2 separate regions of the Pan troglodytes genome follow, and region 1 is linked to region 2. A link is a contact called in public HiChIP or PLAC-seq data. All regions are on one chromosome and are shown on one strand. The core of a region is the stretch at or near the end of the contact, and the rest is flanking DNA. Distances in the headings are between cores, read along the strand shown. Region 1 holds the start of EXD2 (exonuclease 3'-5' domain containing 2). Region 2 holds the start of DCAF5 (DDB1 and CUL4 associated factor 5).

The links. HiChIP or PLAC-seq counts read pairs in DNA pulled down with a chosen protein or histone mark.
Region 1: a contact with region 2 is called in an H3K4me3 HiChIP or PLAC-seq map of stem cell-derived excitatory neurons, with 2.4 times the contacts expected there. The contact joins the promoter of EXD2 here to the promoter of DCAF5 in region 2. A contact is called at or near these places in 1 of 7 Hi-C or Micro-C datasets (stem cell-derived neural progenitor cells) and 1 of 1 datasets of contacts at active chromatin or transcription factors (stem cell-derived excitatory neurons).

What each region holds. Positions count from the first base shown.
Region 1 is chr15:67,178,132-67,184,060 of NHGRI_mPanTro3-v2.0_pri, reverse strand. EXD2 (exonuclease 3'-5' domain containing 2) reads right to left here and starts at 3,934. Exons shown (of 10, transcript XM_009428014.5): 1 at 3,820-3,934. All of the region lies in intron 4 of LOC104002083 (a long non-coding RNA gene), which reads left to right.
Region 2 is chr15:67,138,709-67,144,288 of NHGRI_mPanTro3-v2.0_pri, reverse strand. It overlaps DCAF5 (DDB1 and CUL4 associated factor 5), which reads left to right and starts at 4,018. Exons shown (of 9, transcript XM_510028.8): 1 at 4,018-4,464. The coding sequence starts at 4,251.

The sequences.
Region 1 (5,929 bases), core at 2,685-5,184, 40 kb before region 2:
GCAACATGGTGAAACTTCATCTCTATAAACAATACAAAAATTAGCCAGTGTGGTGGTACACACCTGTAGTCCCAGCTACTTGGGGGGCTGAGGCAGGAGGATCACTTGAGCCCAGGAGGTCAAGGCTGCCACTGCACTCCAGCTGAGTGACAGAGTGAGACCTCACTTCTCTCTTTTTTTTTTTTTTTGAGACGGAGTCTCGCTCTGTTACCCAGGCTGGAGTGCAGTGGTGCAATTTCAGCTCACTGCAACCTCTGCCTCCTGGGTTCAAGTGATTTTCCTGCCTCAGCCTCCTGAGTAGCTGGGATTACAGGCGCACACCATCATGCCCGGCTAATTTTTGTATTTTTAGTAGAGACGGGGTTTCACCATGTTGGTCAGGCTGTCTCAAACTCTTGACCTGGTGATCCGCCCATCTCAACCACCCAAAGTGCTGGGATTACAGGCGTGAGCCACCGCGCCCGGCTCCCATCTCTTAAAAGAAAAAAATAATTGACAAGTTGACTGTAAAATTAATCTGGAAAAGAAACCAATAATAACCAAAAATATTGTTTTTTAAATGAGAATACATGAGCTGATATAGTATATGACTTCCAATAAAATAATAATCATGATGGAGTATTTACCCTATTAATGTCAACATATAACATATAGTTTAATATAGGATGTTGTGGTATTGGTCCAGCAAAATAGAAAACTATGCCATAGAACAGAAGACAGTCTAGAAACAGATCCTGTATGATAAATGAGCACATGAGGCCAGGCGAGGTGGCTCATGTCCATAATTCCAGAACTTTGGGAGGCTGAGGGGGGAGAATCTCCTGAGTTTGAGACCAGCCTGAACAACATAGCAAAAACTCATCTCTATCTCTACAAATAAAAATTAAAAAGAAAAAAAAGAAACTAGTACATGGTAAGTGTGGCATTTCGGATTAATGGTTCAAGAATGGACTGACTAGGCCGGGCGCGGTGGCTCACGCCTGTAATCCCAGCACTTTGGGAGGCCGAGGCAGGTGGATCACAAGGTCAGGAGATCGAGACCATCCTAGCGAACACGGTGAAACCCCATCTCTACTAAAAATACAAAAAATTAGCCAGGCGAGGTGGTGGGCGCCTGTAGTCCCAGCTACTTGGGAGGCTGAGGCAGGAGAATGGCATGAACTCGGGAGGCAGAGGTTGCAGTGAGCTGAGATCGCGCCACTGCACTCCAGCCTGGGCGACACAGCGAGACTCCGACTCAAAAAAAAAAAAAAAAAAAGAATGGACTGACTGTTCGAGGTGACAGTATTTGGAAAACAACAATTACACACACACAATTCCAGAGGAATTAAAGAAAAAAAACTATTCCCACAAGAAGAACTTCAAGGAGAAAACAGAGCTTTAGGAGAAAACCCTCCTCTCTCTAAAAGTAGAGAAGGATTTTTCAACTTCAGCACAATTGACATTTTTGGCTGGTGAAATTCTTTGTTGTGGGAAGCTTTCCCGTGCGCTGTAGGATGTTTAGCAGCACCCCTCGCTTTTACTCACTAGATAACCAATAGCAGCACCATCCTAGTGGAACAAACAAAAAATGTTTACAGACATTGCCAAATAACCCCGACAGCAAAAATCTCTGCCATTTAAGAACCACTCGGATTGGGAATGATAGCCACAAAATACAAACACACACATAACAGACTGATAAATTAAAACCTAAAATTTTAAACTTTGTTTCAACAAAGATGCCATATAGTTAAAAGACAAGCAACAACTTAAAAAAGCAATAAGCAGGGAGTAAATATTATAAACACATATGAATAACAAAAGATCAAAATCCAGAACATATAAAATACTATTATAAATCAATAAGGAAAAGACAATCTAATAGAAAGAGATGTTTCTCAAAAGAGGAAATACAAATGGCTGACAATCATGAAGATGTTCAATCTCAATAGTAATCAGGGGAATGCAAATTAAAACAGCAATGAGAAATCACTTTTCCATCCATCAGATTGGCAAAAACAAAAAAGATCGATACCATTAAATGATCAAAAGAGCATGGTGGGCCAGACACGGTGGCTCACACCTGTAATCCCATCACTTCGGGAGGCCAAGGCGGGCGGATCACTCGAGGTTAGGAGTTTGAGACCAGCCTGGCAAATACGGTGAAACCCCGTCTCTACTAAAAATACAAAAATTAGCCAGGCGTGGTAGCGGGTGCCTGTAATACCAGCTACTCGCGAGGCTGAGGCAGGAGAATCGCTTGAACCTGGGAGGCAGAGGCTGCAGTGAGCCGAGATAAAGCCACCGCACTCCAACCTGGGCAACAGAGCAAGACTCTGTCTCAAAATAAAAATAAAAAAAAGAGAGAGAGAGAATGGAGGAAATTATTATCCACTGTGGGTGGCAGTTTGGCATTCCTAAATCCCCATACTCTCCCACCCAGCAATTCCACCTGCAGGTACCCATCCTTGAGAAATGCTCTCACATGGGCTCTCACAGAGGTGTGTGGGAAGGATGTTCTCCGCCATACTGTGTCTAACAATGAAAAACTGGAAACAATCTATGGAATCTTACATAACCACGGAATTTACAGAGCAAGTAGAAAAAATAGGTAGATCTCTAGGTACTGACAAAGAAAAAATTCCAAGACCCGTTTTTAAGCATAAAACGTCAAGTTGTGTAATGCATAAAACATGCATATTTGTAAAAGTTTAAAGCGAAATCTTACAAACATATATCTTATACGTACACATACTTGTCAAATAAATGCAAAGAAAAATACACACAAACTGACAACGGTTCTTATTTTGTGGGAAAGGGACTGGTAAAGAAGGTGGAGATGGAAAAAAAAACAAAATCAAAGAGGATCTGTCTTCCACACTCCCCACCCTCACCACCAAGAACATCAAGCTAAGAAAGATCTGTCTTGTTTAAAATTTTTACATAATTTTGTTACAAGGCTTTATGCACGGACTATAACTAGAATATTTTAAAAATACATTTTTAAAACAAGCTCAACTTGACCAAATTTAATCCATCTTCCCCGCTGCGCCCCAACCCGCACTTCCTAATTCCTATGATTAACAAAACCTTTCAATTCCTTCTATCCTTGGAACAGAACTAAGAAAATAAAGTATAATTTCAATTTTGTGTTTTTGAGGAGAGGGTATATAAAGGAGTTTGAATGTTGGAATCATATCAAAAGCTTATCGGGGGATTGGTTTGTTTGTATTTTAAGGAGCAGATGTCAATTTTGTAATAAATAATGATTAAGGTTCTTAGTTTTGATCCATCCCAGGGATGTGAAAAGCGAAAGAGGTGGCTCCCGGCAAGGCCCAGAGCAGGGTGTGGTCTGGGAGTCAGGGATGGTAGCGAGGGTGGCGGCTCACACGAATCCAGGGGAGAAAACAGCAGCTGTTGCCGCGTCGAACCCGCAGCGCCCGAGGAGCTACCAGGTGCCGCGGGAGGGGCCTCCTTTTTAGCTGACTGGGACACGCAGCCTCGAAGGTCTGGTAGAGTCTCCCAGGGAGAGGGTAAGGGGGTCGAAAGGAGAGGCCCAAGGAGGGCGTGGGAGGCCGCGGGCAGGGGTGAGGCCCTCCTTGCGCACCTGGGTGCTGAACCGCCCCGCCGTGTGCGACGGGGGCGAGGGGGTCACGCCGAGGGGCGGGGAGAGGGGCAGGGCCAACTCGCTCCGGGACAGCGGGATCCCCGCAATGTCAGCCCCGTACAGGGTAATATCCCCCCGCTCCACGACCCCTCTTAGTCTGCACTGGAAGCACCCCCTGCCCCGCGCACAATCCTGGTGCAAGGCTTCGACGGCTTCTGAGCCTCACTTACCTGCTGTCTCGGACTGGGCCGCACACCTGCAGCGGGCTCACGTTAAAGACCTGGAACCTGTGCGGCCGCCTGCGCGCACCCACCCGGATTCACTAGGGCCGTAACCACTTCCGTTCCTGCGACAGGCCTGGAGGACGTAATCCCAGCTGGCGTGTGGGAACGGGCAACGCCATTTTGTACGGAAGCTACTGGGGCAGGTGATGCCTACCCAGTCTCTCTCCTCTGTTGAACAAAGGATCTGTTAAAATTGGAAGGGCTTAACGTCTTCTTCAGAAAAGTGACGCATTTGTTACTGGGATGGTATGTTTGTGTTTTGGTTTTGGCTTTGAAGGGAGAAACCTCCAGAACTCTCACAAATGTAATATGGGACATCGAATTTTCATTCTTTAGTATCCTGCGTACTGTTTTTCTGCTAAACGATAACAGTAAATAGAAGGAAAGACACTGTATTTAAATAATGTAGTCTTCATTAGCAGTGCACATTATCCTATAGCCACTATAATAATTTTATGTACCCTCTTTTTTTTTTTTTTTTTTGTAGATACTGTCTCCCTACATTGCCTAGGCTGGTCTCGAACTCCTGGGCTCAAGCGAACCTCACAACTCGGCCTCCCAAAGTGCTGGGATTACAGGCGTGAATGCCCAACCTATGCCATCTTTTATAGCGATAACCACAATACTTTCTGTTTATATATTAAATCGTTCATCCAATCAGTCTTTATTAGCAATTATATGTGAGGCAGTTAATCTGTGCTACATGCATGCTTTTCCTTTCTCATGGAATGTGTAAAACAGAAGGAGAAATGAGATGTGCATAAATAACCAATATAAGGTATAATAATAGCTACCATTTGTTGACTTTGTGCTCACCTGTTGCTAGGAACTTTGCAAAGCATTTTACTTATTTTTTCTCCTTTAATCCCCATAACAACCCTGTGAGGCAGTACTATTATTAGTGCCGTTTTACATAAAATAGAAAAAGGTTAAATAACTTCCTCAAGGTAATTCAGCAAGTAAGCACCCGAGTTAGGAATCAAACCTCATATTTCTGATTGCAGAGCATGTGGCCCCATCCTTTATACTATATTGCCTTCAATACAAGGGCAAATGTTTTAAATTCCATTGAATGAGTACCCATGGGGGAAATTTCCAGCTATTATAGAGGATTAACTCCCTGAATTTTTATCTGCTCCATCTTGAAACACTTAAAAAACAAAGGATAAAGAGGAAATGCAAATTAAAACCACAATGAGATATAGCTAAATGAAAAAGAAAATATCAAGTATTGGCAAGATTGTGGAGCAACCACAACTCTCATATGCTCCTGAAGGGAACATAAATTGATGCAATCACTTTGTTTAACTGTTTGGCGGTATCAACTGAAGCTGAATATGTGAAAAGACTTTGTTCCAACAATTTCACTCCTAGCTGGGGCACAGTGGCTCAATGTGTCATCCCAGCACTTTAGGGATTTTCACTGTGTTGCCCAGGCTGGTCTTGAACTCCTGGCCTCAAGCGATCCTCCCACCTCGGCCTCCCAAAGTGCTGGGCATCATGGTGCGCACCTGTAGTCCCAGCTACTCCAGAAGCTTAGGCAGGAGGACCTCTTGATCCCTGGAGTTTGAGGCTGCAGTGAGTTGTGATCACACCACTGCAGTCCAGCATAGGTGACAGAGCTAGACCCTGTCTTGAAAACAAAAACAACAAAAAACAATTTTACTCCTAGTTATATATATGCAACTGAAATGTCTGCATGTATTCACGAAAAGGACATGTACAAAAAAAAGCTCATACCCATACTTTCAACAGCCCCAAACTGGAAACTACCCAAATATCCCTGCTATTAGAAGTCACTGTATATAATGATTAATCTTAGGGTAGTAATAACTGGAAGGGAACATGAGGAGGTTCACGAAGTGCTGATAATGTTCTATTTCTTAATCTGAGTGCGGCTTTACATGTGTGTTCAGGTTATATTTGTGAGCACTTTTCTGGTTTCATATATACTTCAATAAAAGGGTTTTTTAAAAATGATAGTAAAGGAGTGAAAAGTTTGTTAACCCAAAGAAGAAAGAACAGGAAAGGACATAGTACCAAACTAAAAAAAAAG
Region 2 (5,580 bases), core at 2,769-5,268:
AAAGCTATATGTCCTATGGATCTTGTTGGAAGAACACGAATTTAAGTAAATCAGTTTCTTTTCTCCCCAACATTAAAAGTGACTGTTGTCTATTTGAGATGACCAATAAATAATTTACCTTTTAAAATTTAAATGTTGACAGGCCGAGGTGGCTCATGCCTGTAGTCACAGCACTTTGGGAGGACAAGGAGGATAGCTTAAAGCCAGGAGTTCAAGATCAGCCTCAGCGACAAAATGGTAAAACATTTTTTAAAAAATTAGCCAGGCATGGTGGCATACACCTGTAGTCCCAACTACTCAGGAGGCTGAGGTGAGAGGATCACTTGAGTCCAGGAGTTCCAGGCTGCTGTGAGCTATGATTTTACCACTGCACTCCAGCCTGGGCAACAGAGAGACCCTGTCTTTAAAAAGTTAAAAATAAATGTTTGATCTCTGCATGAATTAACATCTCTTTTTATGAATAGTGGTTTATTTTAAAGTTGAAAATATTTTGAATAAAACATTTCTGAGCATATTAGTATCCATATGTAGTACTCAATATGCTAAGATTTAATAAAAGTTTCAGAAGGGCTTAGTATTTTCTCAGTTAAAAAAACAAAACAAACAAACAAAAAAAACAGCCAGGCTAGGTGGCTCATGCCTGTAATCCCTTTACTTTGGGAGGTGAAGGCTGGAGGATCATTTGAGCCAAGAGTCTGAGAGCAGCCTGGGCAACATGGAGAAACCCCATCTACAAAAAATACAAGAATTAGCTGAGTGTGGCAGTGTGAACCTGTAGTTCCAGCTACTCAGGAGGCTGAGGTAGGAGAATCACTGGAGCCTGGGAGGTCAAGGCTGCACTGAGCAAAGATCACACCATTGCACTCCAGTCTGGGTGACAGAGCCAGACCCTGTCTCAAAATAAATAAATAAATAAAATTTAAAAACACAGTTTCTAATGTTTGAGCATTTCCTTAGCATTCAATCAGTTTTTAAAGAGTCCTTACTCTTTCTTCAGCAATATTGGAGTCAAACAAAATAGAAGTCAAAGAGTAAATACATTTCTGGGAATTCTACATTTGACCAGTATTCAACCTATGGTGAAGCAATTAAGAGTTCTTGGGTTAAGCAATTTCCATATCTTTGTTTTTCCAGAATGAATTTCCAAATCAGTGTTTCAAGGCTTCCTAAGTATGAATGTTAATACACATAAGTTTCTGGGTTTAGGAAAGAAAAATATGAGTTTTTCACTCTTCTCCCTCTTCCTCCACACATTCTCTGCAGTGGTTCAATTTACTCAGAAGTAATTTCATTTGCTATTTTAAAGCTAAGTACACTGGCCTTTTCACTATAAATGCCTATATGAAAAACACAAAGCTCATGTGGTCATCAAAGCTGATTAAATGTTTGTGGTATTGCAATTTTGTTACAGGTGTGGTAAAAAAGTTTGTGGTATGTAGTTATGTACCATATTATTAGTTTGCAATAAATGACACAAGGGACTACGTTAAATTCCTAGTAAAAGCAAATTGATATTATGGAGTTTCATCTTTTGAAGTTGGTTATAAGTAGGTGGCCAGATTGAGCAAATAAAAAATTCAGGATGCCCAATTCGAGTTTCAAATAAACAATATCAGTATATCTCAAATATTTTATGGGGTATACTTAAACATTCGTTGTTTATCTGAAATTCATACCAAATTGGGTATCCTCCATTTTATCCAACAACTCTTAATTATAGGAATAGGAAGATATTTCATTCAGGCTTATAAAAATCTGGCCAGACTAGCAGTAGGATATAAACAGACTAGGTGGTCCTACCTTTCTGTCACTGTTGGTCACCCAACAGTTAAGGAAGTTTCCAGCAAAGTCCTAGATTTGGGCTGGCATGTGACCAGATGCTGGTCTATTTTTATGCTGAGGTAAATGGGACAATTTTCCCAGGAATTCAGTAAAAACTGTAAAGGGGGTATGTGCTTAAGAGGGCAGAGGAGGATGCGTATTATACACTGCCACAGTAAAGGCCACTTCGAACAAATCTCCCCCACCCCAGGCAAATAGGTATAAATGATGGCCTATTAACTGGAAGAAGTCAGAGGGGGTTTTGAATGTGTGGACTGAGTATGCCAAGCAAAGGAACAGTGAGCAGGGAAACTGGCCTTGGAACAAGTGGATTCCACTGGAATGAAACAGGTCAAACTCAACATATCCAAACCGGAAAGCACGACCTTTCCCTTCAAACTCCTCCCCACTCCCTAAGTACATTCATGAATTCAGCAAGTATTAAAGCGGCCACTAGTGCCAGCAAGTACTGGCTCCAGGCATACACCCTTGAGCAGAACAGACGTAGTCCCTGCTCTCAGAGAACTTACAGCAGAGTGGGGAGACTCCTATCATCACAAAAATAAATGATTAATTACACATTTTGACATTGCTATGACAGAAGGATGTTTGGTGCTATACATCTTTAATAAAGCTGGTATACTGCTACTAATTTTCAGGTGGTGATTATAATGAATAAACACAAAGGATTATTAGAAGGCATCCTGAGGATAAAACCTTTTAAGTACCACATAGTTTCCTATTTAGGGGAACAATATTCCATTAAAATTCACATTTTTGTTATTTGATTTCTTTCTTTTAAAAATTTATTTATTTTTTGCCCTTTTCCCCAAGTTCTGATGGAATTTGGTTTCTGTTTAGTAATGTTTGCTAGAATATGTACTTTTATATGAAACATTTGCATATTTGTTATTAGTACGATTAATCGTATTGTCACTGAACAAAAAGTAGAAGTAAATAATTTTGTTTGACGGGTAAACCTCTTCCATGTTCAGCCGATCTTTTTTTAAAAAAAGTATTATTATTTTCCCCAGATCAGAGATGTACAGCCCATCTTTCAATGATGATTCTACTCAACTGCTCCTGTGCCATCTCTGGTCCAGAGGATGTAATTCCTGCTAACTTGAAAGGGCAAAACTGACAAGTGCCTATTTCAGTAGCTTATTACCACTTAATGACAGAGGATAGCTTCCAGGAAAAGTACTATAATACATCGAAAAGGGGACTTTTAACTGTATCTGGTAGAATTCCAAAGCACTTAACACCCACTAGGGTCAACGCGGTGACTCCCATCCTACTGAAGTGCAGCCACTTCTGGCCTGGAGCGCAGCTGCTGGTTAACAGCTGTCCAACCTCAGTGCTCCCCACTCGAGACCTTTAAGAGGAGCTCACCGAACCCAATTAAATAACATATATCGTTAGTTTCAAATCACGCTTCTTGTCGTGCAAATTTATCTGGAACGGAGAGAAGTACCTCGTGCTTCTCGGGACTTCATCAACTCGGTTTTGGCAATTTTCTTCCTACTTCTTTATCCCTTTCTCTTTCCCCCCATGTACCACTCTAATCTGCCAAACGGAACAATTTAGCCTTTTTCAACTAAAGGACCGGAGGAAGGGAGAGTTAGAGAACTGGACTTGGGGATGAGCGGTGGTGTTAAACATTTACCGGGAGAGGGGAAGGGGCGAGTGCGCGAACAAAACCCCCAGGCAACGTTCCTCCAAGTGTGCGGCCCTACCTCCCGGTTCCCCCGCCTCGGGCAGGGCCGGACTGCCCAAGGCAGAGGCCAGCAGAGGAAGGAGGGCCGGAGCCCCCGCCCGCACCTTCCCCCACTCCAGCCGCATTTTCCCCGAACTCGTACGGGCGCTGGCCTCCGGGCAGCAGCCGGCCCGCGGGTCCCCGCGGGAGGAAGGCGAGCCAAAGCCCGGCGGCCACTCGGCTTGTTACGCGCATTCAACTCCGCGGAGTGCGGGGCGCTGGGGTGCAGAGGGGTCTCCGCCCGGCGCCACCCAGGTCCCCAGGCGGGAAGCGGCTCAACTGGGAAAGCAGCCGGCGCCCGTGGTCTCCGGGCCGGCCGCCCGCGTTCTTCCGGCCAGCCCCCCGCGGAGGGGAGGGGCGCCGACGCCGCGTTCTCGGGGCCCCGCAGCCGGCGGAAGGGCCGCGCATCGCGGAAGCGCGGCGGCAGCTGAGGATCAGCTGCCGGAGGAGGCGGAGAGGCAGAGGGAGGAGCCTCGGGGGGAAGGAGAGGGAGGGGACCGTCAGGAAGCCGCGAACGCCGCCGAGTGTCTGCACACCTCGCTCTGCCTGCCATGGCTGGTTAAAGAACCATCCGGATCGCAGCGCGGGGGGAGGGCCGGGTGGGGGGAGCAGCGGCCGCGCGTGAGGCCGAGGGAGGGGCGGCGGCGTGAGCGGCGGCGGCGGCGGTTCCAGCATGAAGAGGAGAGCTGGCCTGGGGGGCAGCATGAGGTCAGTGGTGGGCTTCTTGTCCCAGCGGGGCTTGCATGGGGACCCCCTGCTCACTCAGGACTTTCAGAGGAGACGCCTGCGGGGCTGCAGAAACCTCTACAAGAAGGACCTCCTCGGCCACTTCGGCTGTGTCAATGCCATTGAATTCTCCAACAATGGAGGCCAGTGGCTGGTCTCAGGTAAATCAACCCCCTTCCCCTCCCCGCGCCTCCCCGCACCCTCCCAGCCTCCCCCTCTCGCTCTCCCCCGTCACCCTCCTCCTGCCCTCTGTCCCCACCCCCTCCCTTTCTCTACCCCCTTCTGCGGTGGGAAGGTTTGGTGTCAAATTAAAACCATTGCAGGGGGAGGGGAAGGAGAGGATGTCTTCTATAAAAAAGACCTAAAATGGTTGACAGCTCCTTAATTCGCTTTATCCCAAGTGCAAAGTGATCTCTCCTGATGCCTGCCCTGAAAGTGGAGGTCGGGGAGGGGGGCGAGGTTACCGCTCGACAAAGTTTGACGGCAAACTCTTCCTCCGCGTACTTTAAAAGGTGCTGGGGGCATTTTGGGGATGTGGAGGGTGAGGAGGCCGAGGAGCGCCGGAGGCAAGGGGGAGCTGAAGCCCCCGTCGCCGGCGTTAAGGAAAAGGGGTCTTGGGGCTGGGAAGCGGGCGGTGACAGACCCGGACGCCGAGGGGCCGGGGGCTGCGACCCGGGGGCTGGCGGGGTCTGCAGAGGGGAAGTGACTGGGGCGGTAGGGTCGCTGTGGGCCGCCCCCCTCGGCGCTCTTAGAGGCCCAGCACCATCGCCTTTCGTTCGGTTGTGGCCTCTTCTGCGTCTTGTTTTTAATACAGTTTCGAGAGTGGCGAGGGCTGTGGAGGCTAAAGGGCACCAGCCTGAACTTGAATGCGCAACTTGCGAGGCAGGCGGTAGGGTGGGGGACCCCCGGGAGACTTGTTGGCGGGAGCCCGGCGCCCCGCACCCCGTTTCCCGCGGCCGCTGTTGCAAGTGGTCTCTGCTTCTCCTCCCTCTCGCCCAGACGGGCCTGGTTGCCCCCGGGCTCTCCCTCTGGTTTGGGGAAAGTGGCGAAATCGAGGCCGGGGCTCCGGCCGGGCGGTGTAGGCCTCGCTCTCCCGGGGCGCCTAGCGACAGGCAGCTGAATCGATAGCCTATTGCTCCCGGGGAGGCCCGGGCCCCGCGGGCCGCGGCGACAGCTGCCCCTGGGGAGGTGCGCCTGCTGCCGGTGGGGGCGCTCGCCGCCGTCGTCCCCTCCTCCCTGGGGTCGCGGGCCCAGGGCAGGGGCGGATGGGAATGGGC